Linked DNA regions of Mus musculus: region 2 is linked to region 1. The links are chromatin contacts, called in public HiChIP or PLAC-seq maps. All regions are on one chromosome and are shown on one strand. Each heading gives the region's core, a stretch centred on a gene start, on an enhancer-like site or on the middle of the called end of the contact. The rest is flanking DNA. Distances are from core to core; before and after follow the strand shown.

Evidence for each region. HiChIP or PLAC-seq counts read pairs in DNA pulled down with a chosen protein or histone mark.
Region 2: an H3K27ac HiChIP or PLAC-seq map of heart atrium shows a contact between it and region 1, with 6 times the contacts expected there. The contact joins the promoter of Tox3 here to the enhancer-like site in region 1. A contact is called at or near these places in 5 of 39 promoter capture datasets (3T3-L1-derived adipocytes, cranial neural crest, embryonic stem cells and 2 more), 1 of 484 Hi-C or Micro-C datasets (cerebellar granule neurons) and 7 of 115 datasets of contacts at active chromatin or transcription factors (astrocytes, embryonic forebrain, embryonic stem cells and 2 more).

The regions. Positions count from the first base shown.
Region 1 is chr8:90,131,712-90,135,039 of GRCm38.p6, reverse strand. No RefSeq gene overlaps it. Among named protein-coding and RNA genes, the nearest start is that of Tox3, 210 kb to the left of the region's middle. Within about 2 kb of position 1,864, at least 3 of the 459 cell types and tissues checked have an H3K27ac peak or open chromatin away from gene starts, as enhancers often do. A contact at or near this core is called in heart atrium, where this site is marked.
Region 2 is chr8:90,346,617-90,350,197 of GRCm38.p6, reverse strand. Tox3 (TOX high mobility group box family member 3) reads left to right here and starts at 1,946. Exons shown (of 7, transcript NM_172913.3): 1 at 1,946-2,335. The coding sequence starts at 2,249.

The sequences.
Region 1 (3,328 bases), core at 615-3,114:
AAACATTTTTAATCCCTCCGTGGGTGAATGGATAAAGACAATGTTGTGTATGAAGATTTTCAGCCATAAAGAAGAAAGAAAGCTAAAGAAAGCTAGCTCCCATGGAAACAGGGGTTAATCAGTGGGATGTTATACTAAGTGAAATAAGCCAGGCACAGAAAGTCAGATGCCAAACATCTCACTTACATGTGGAATCTCAAACACTCAGCTTCTGAACTATTCTTGGTAGTGTCCAGGGAAGAACTGCAGTGTAAGTGTGGGACGGTGTTCAGTGAGGGACAGAAAAATTTAGTTGGACAGGAGAAATACGTTGAGATCTACTACTGTATAGCTTGGTAAACACACACACACACACACACACACACACACACGCACATGCACACGCACACACACACACAGAGACCACATTGCATAGTATTAATACAATTTTATCAATAAAAAATATGTAATTTTTAAAGTTGAGTTATCAATACTGTCAGAACATGATTTTTCTTTTCCCAAGGCAGAAGTATTGTATCATCTCTTAATTGCCTTTTAGGAAGGCCTTTGAGACCGCATACCTACCTGGTATCTGGAAGGCATTTAGATGTCAGTAAGGTACACAAATATAAGGCTTCTGTGTGAAGGAGCAGAATCACCTCTCTCCTGCAAGGGCCACTCCCCACCTCTGGTGTCCATTTTTCTCAGGCTAGAAAGACTCTAAGCCAAAGCAGAGAATGTTGGTAGGTTGGCAGTGGGGAAGCCCTTTGCTTTTGTTCTAAGACTTGGGGGCTTAGGAAAGCCATGGCTAGGCAAGATAGGCTTGTCACTTTCATTTTTCTCCCTGCCAATTCATAACTGGTAGTCTTGAGTTTGATTTGGCCAGGCTATTTCTTGTCTCAGGAAGATAAACATTTTTAGATGTTTTGGAAGTTGCTTGAAATCTGTTCGGTTGGATGTTGCAGGATATTTGATCACAGTATGAACCCCCAAGGTTGTGTTGTTTACTGGAAAACCCTTATTCTAGTTGTGGTGTGGCTCAACCTTAAGACACACCTTTAATCTTTCTGGCTGGAATATGGACATTCCCTTAGTACACATCTTTAATCTCAAACAATGAAGATAGCATTAATTTGTAGAAGAAAGCACCCATGTTTGAATGTGATGTTTAATTGAGTCACAGACAAAGTAATGGATCAGAGAAAGATTTGACAGAACAAGAGATGCTCAGCTCTCCCAAGAACAGAAAGGAAAGAGAGGTGACTTAAGAGAGAGCAGTAGAGAGGAAAGAGGCAGTTTTACAGAACCAGTTATAGAGAGATGGGTTGCAGGGAGAAAACAAGCTAGACACAGGTGAAAACAGAGCAGCCAGAGAAATGAGGAGCCAGAAAATTAGAGCCTATTGCCAAAGTTAGTATGAGGCCAAGCAGGGCAATTCAGTCAGAGGATAAGAAAGAAGCCAGATGGAATCAGTAAGCTAGAAGAGGAGTTTGAACTAGAGCAGCTGAGCTGAACCAACCAGAGTTCAGAAAGAACAAGAAAGGGTGAGCATATTCAGCAGTAAATATCAGAGGCTGAAAACATTCTGGGCCTAGATAAGATGTACAAAGTCTAGAAGCTTCCAGGACTAGGCCTAGGTAAGGAGACAAGAGGTAGTAAGCCTCAGAGATGACAATTCTACAGAGTGAAAGTTACATTTACAGATGGAAGACATTTGTGTTTGGATATTGTGTAGAGGCTCACTAACTTGTTGGAAAAATGGATTCCTAAGATCAAGATTCAATATGACTCTTGAGACACCAGTCACTGTAGAAATAGCCAAGGCGCTGTCCATTTCCTCAGTAAGTGTCAGACTGCCTCATCCTGCCAAGGACCTTTCCAGGCCTTGTGAGTTTTGCTACGAGCATATTGGATAAACATCCCTGTCCTTGTAGCACAGAGGTGCAATGTTGATAATAATGCAGTGAACGAAATACACAGCCCATTAGGGAATGGTAAGTGCTAATGAGAGGAAACAGTGGAGAGGGGAAGATATCGGTGTGGGTCAGGGGTTTAAAATATTAGATAGAGAGAGTGGGGAAAGTCTGGTGATTAAGAGACATTCTAGGAATTACTGGTAACAAGAGATCAAGCTATGTCTAAGGGAAAGATGTTCCCAGCCAAAGGGCCCAACAAATACAAAACCCTGAGATGACATTTTAAGGAATGGCCAAGAGGCCAATACTCAGATCAGAATGTTCCTGGCTGTGCTATGGGTTTTCTCTATGTGACGGAGAAGTCCTGGAGTATGACTTCACACATTCCTATCAGAGGGTTGCCCCACTCAGGAGCTGCTTAGAAAGTGAAAACACCCAAATCCCCGTCAAAGGTATCATATAATAGAAGGTGACATGGTGATAATAAGGCCCCTATCTCTGTAAACAGCTTCCAAAGTAGAATAGATTATGTCATATCCCATGAGGATGGATGCGAAAGGTCACCTAGGTCTGGTCCTCTAGTAATACATTCAAGAGTATCTATATTCATACAGATGTGCATGCCTTTTTGAGGGCAGGAAAACATTGAAAACAATATGGAAAGTGCAGTGTTTGGTTGTTTTCTTAGCCAGTCCCAATGACAAAATGACAAGCCACTGGCTTTGTGCAGGAATTACAATCCAATGGAAGACCCACAGTTACTTCCTGTGGCACTGTGAATTTGTGCTCTGTTACCCTATCCATGTGACCTAGCCTATGTCTTCATCAGACTCTGGTTGCTCTACTCATGATTAGTTCCATCCAAGAAATGGTTAAACAAGCCTCTAGGTATGGGCCGGGACCAGTGGGACTCCCCAGTGCCTTCCTTATTTCTATCACTCTAACAAAAAGCCTGACAGAAACAGGAAAAGGGGGAGAGACTTATTTTGCTACATTTTCAACAGAATATCATGGTTCAGAAATGGAGGCACATCCAGGAGAAGATCTGATGTTGACTTGTGGCCTCCCAAAAGGGTCCAGGAATAATTTGGCCCCCAGGGCTCAACTCCAGTCACCTACGTTCTTTAGCTAAGCCCTGCCCCCTAAAGCGTCATAATATGCCAAAATGTTCTACAATCTGAGGTAGAGTGGATTCCATGTTAACCATGAATTAGGATACATCATAAAATACTCTACTATTGCGTTTGCAGCTCCCTAAATGTTGGCTTCAAGTTCTATCATTTCAGAGTATAGGAAACATGTTCACCTATGACTCCTGATTTTTATATTCAAGCGTTAGTGCCTGGACAATGTTTGACTTCTATTTTCTAGGTTTCAAGTCTTAAAGTCTTTAAGGAAGAGACTTAGTGGACTGTGATTGCTAATTACCTCCT
Region 2 (3,581 bases), core at 697-3,196, 220 kb before region 1:
GGCAGATAGACTGTAAGGTGAGGGAGAGATAGGAGTGTGCAGAGAGAAAAGCTCATCTGCCCGGCCTTTGATGCTTGCTCCCTTTAAGGGTTACCCGGTAGGAATATTCTTTTCTGGTACCCTGGGCCAGCGGTTTCTTCTCTCCCTTGGTCAGACCCTGCACTTTGCCACTATTGTTAGATACTCATAGTGAAACTTAAAAGATGTTCTCTTTCGGGACAACAGGTGGCCACTGCAACCTCTAGTTCTGATTGGTGGAAAGGCCACAGGCGCCCAGTGGCCCAGAGAAAGGGCCTCCACTTCACCGTTTCAAGAACTTACTCAATGGGGTGTTGTCCTGATAACATCTCAGCACACTGCCAATTTGTGCAACCCGCTGGGCCATTAGGGAGCGCCGCTGGGTTGTCAACAGTAAATGGAGACTCAGGAGAGGGGACCAAAGCCTCTTCAGGAGGGGGGAATTAAGAGTCAACCCAGTGACAATGTGGGGAGTTGTTCCTTCTCTGAATACACAGGGCTCTCTTAGGCAGTCCCCTGACAAGTTTCTGCTAAGAACACACACACACACACACACACACACACACACACACACACACACACACACACACACACACACATTTCCACCTAATTGAAGTTTATTTTTCTTGCTTGGTTCCTGAAGTATAGTATTGAGTGAAGGAAGGTACACATAGGTGTTGCAAGCTGGAGAACACTTAGAAATCCGTGCATGTCTGGAAAAGTTCAGGTCCCAGACCAGCGAAGTGATCCAGGCCCCACACCTTTAGAGACTGTCAGTTGAAATAGTTTAACATCTTTCCCTTCTAGTTCAAAGTAGTTCGCAGATAACTGAACCGAGAAAGGGAGATCTCACAGCTCAGCCAACATTTTCTAGCGCCAAGGCTGAAGGCCAAACTTTCAAATTAACTCAGAGCAATAAAGCCAAGGGTGGTGGTGATGGTGGGGGTATGGGGGCGGAGGGTGGGGGGAGAGAAATGTAGATTAAAAGAAAGAGAAAGAAATAAGAGGGTGGGTGGGTGCAGCGTGGGGAAGTTAATCACCCAGAACCTTTTAGGAAAAGAGGGACATTTTCTCTAGGAGAGCAGCGAGTGATCCGCCTAGATCCAGTTACTCAAATGCCTTTCGAAAACAAACAAGAGTAAAGAAAATACAAAGAGACCGGACTTGAGGCTTAACCTGGGAAGCTTCAAGTCTGCTTACTTGTGAAAGGTCAGGCCCTAACACCCCTCTGGTAAAGACCACAGGTGTACATGGGGTTCCGGCTCCTGGCTCAGGAGCCACCTGCACAGGTTAGTTTCTGGGCTGAGTCTATACCGGGGATATCCAAGTAGAAGAGTAAGTAGGGTAGAGGGATTGGGAAACAGGTCCCCCACCAGCAAGAACTGGGACGAGGTGGTAGGGGCAGAAGAGAGGGCTGGGTGAGAAGTGGACGGTTTTGGGATGCTGGGGCCAAGGGAAGCGAGGGTCGCACGGGAGAAGAGTGGGACTCGAGGAGGGACGGTGCTGGCAGCAGCGGGGAGGCCGAGGGAGGCCCGGGAGCGGGGAGAGCGGTGAGGCCGCGGGGACAAAGAGGACCGGGGAGGGAAGGGGTGGGACGGTGAGAGGCCGGGAGAGGAGCGCGCGGTGGCCGGGGCTGCACGGGGCGCGGGGCGGGGCGCGAGCCCGGAGGCGGTCGGCGGCGGAGCGCACCGGCGGGGCGGGCGGCGCGCCAGCTGCCCGCGGTGGGAGGGGCGGAGCGGCAGCGGCGCGGGGAGGGGACCGGCGGCGGCAGGAGGGGGAGCGGCAGGGGAGGGGCCGGGCCCCTTGTCTCCGCGGCTCCTCGGCTCAGTCCGCCCGGGGAGGAGGAGCGGGGCCAGCCGCCGCCGCTGCCGCCGCCGCCGTCCCAGCTTCGCCGCGCACCTGAGCTCGCCGGCCGTCCCGGGCCCACGCGCTGCGCCCCGCGCCCCGGGCGCCCGGCCCGCGCGCAGCCAGCTTCGGTGTCCCGGTGGGGCGCGTCCCTCGGGCCGCCTCCCGCTCTCCCGCGGCTCGCGTGGCCGCGCCTTTGTGTGCTGCAGCCGCAGCTCCCGGGCTCGTCGGCGGCCCCCGCGCGACGCCCCTACAGTCCCACGGCCCGTGCGCTGTCCCCGGGCGCCCCCGGCCGGGCGTCCTCGACGGTGGATCGTACGGCCGCGAGGAGGCGGGTAGCGGCCCCGGCGAGTTCCAGCCCCGGCCCCCAGCCCCCGGCCCCGGCATGGATGTGAGGTTCTACCCCGCGGCGGCCGGGGACCCAGCCGGCCTGGACTTCGCGCAGTGCCTGGGGTACTACGGCTACAGCAAGGTGACCGGGCCGGGGGCGGGGGCCACCTCTCCATCCCGGGCGCGTCCCTCGTCCCGCCTAGCCTGCTGCACTTTCTTTCTGATCTTTCCTTCCCACCCGCTGGCTTCTCGGTGCGCCTTAGTCTCCGACCAACTCTTTTCGTCTTCTCTTTACGTGCCCTTTCTACCCACCTTTTTGTCCCTCTGCTGGCGCTCCCTCTGCCCTCCTGGTCCCCTCCCCCGCTCCCCCTAAAAGCTGTGTGAAGCGCAGTCCCGGGACTGAGCCGAGACTGGCGTGTGATTCTTTGTTGATGTTATTAGTAAACTCGATTGCAACACCCCTACTATGTGTGCATGGGGGTGGGGGGACACGCTACGTAGGGGGTCCCCGATCTCGTGGGCCAGAGATTCCATACCTTCGCAGCCCATCTCACCTCACCCACCCAGTCAGGAGCTGGTCCCCGGGAGCTTGGAGAAGATGAACAAACTTTATAGAGTGTGGCTGGGTCTGGGGTCTGGATCTGGGAAGCCTGAAGTTGCAGGATCCCAGCAGGTGCCTCTTACTTCCCCTGCTCTAGGGCGCTTTGGTCTACTAGACCAAGATGCTCGCCTCTTCCGAGTTAAGGCAGTGGGCTTTCGTATTTTATTTTATTTTGCGGAGGAGGGCGGGTTAAGTTTTTTTTCTTTCATGGAGATCAGAGTTGCAGCTCCACATCATGCCTCAGGGTCACCCCATCTTCCTCACCTCTTGCCGCACAAACTTACAGGAGTAAGCGATTCAGGTGGTCATAGGTGGACCTTGGACGCAGTCAGTGGGCTTCCCGGATCCGGTTGTCTACCTTGCCTACTGCTCCCACCACAGAGCTTTGCGACATAACCCTGAGGGCGATATTCAGAGAAAGAGTCCTGCGCCTTTTGATTGTGTGTGTGTGTGTTGTGTGTGTGTGTGTGTGTGTGTGTGTGTTTCCCCTTCCCCCTGCTCCTCCCTCCTCTCCGACTTTTCTTTCAAATCCTAGTTTGTTTATGATTGCTTGGATAACGGAGGAGGAAATACAGAGGCAGCCAAAAGAAAGGTGCAATACAAAACTAATGAATAAATAACAGGAAGAGGAGGGATTGTATCTAGCGCCGGGATAGTTGACTGTGCCCCTGGCTGATGGAGGTCTGTTCTTCATTGTTTATTCTCTTTTCCCAACTCCAGTGCTAAAGTTTGCAAAGACCACTGCAGTCTCACTGCCTCACTTCCCTGTCGTGGTGGGCAGCCCTGG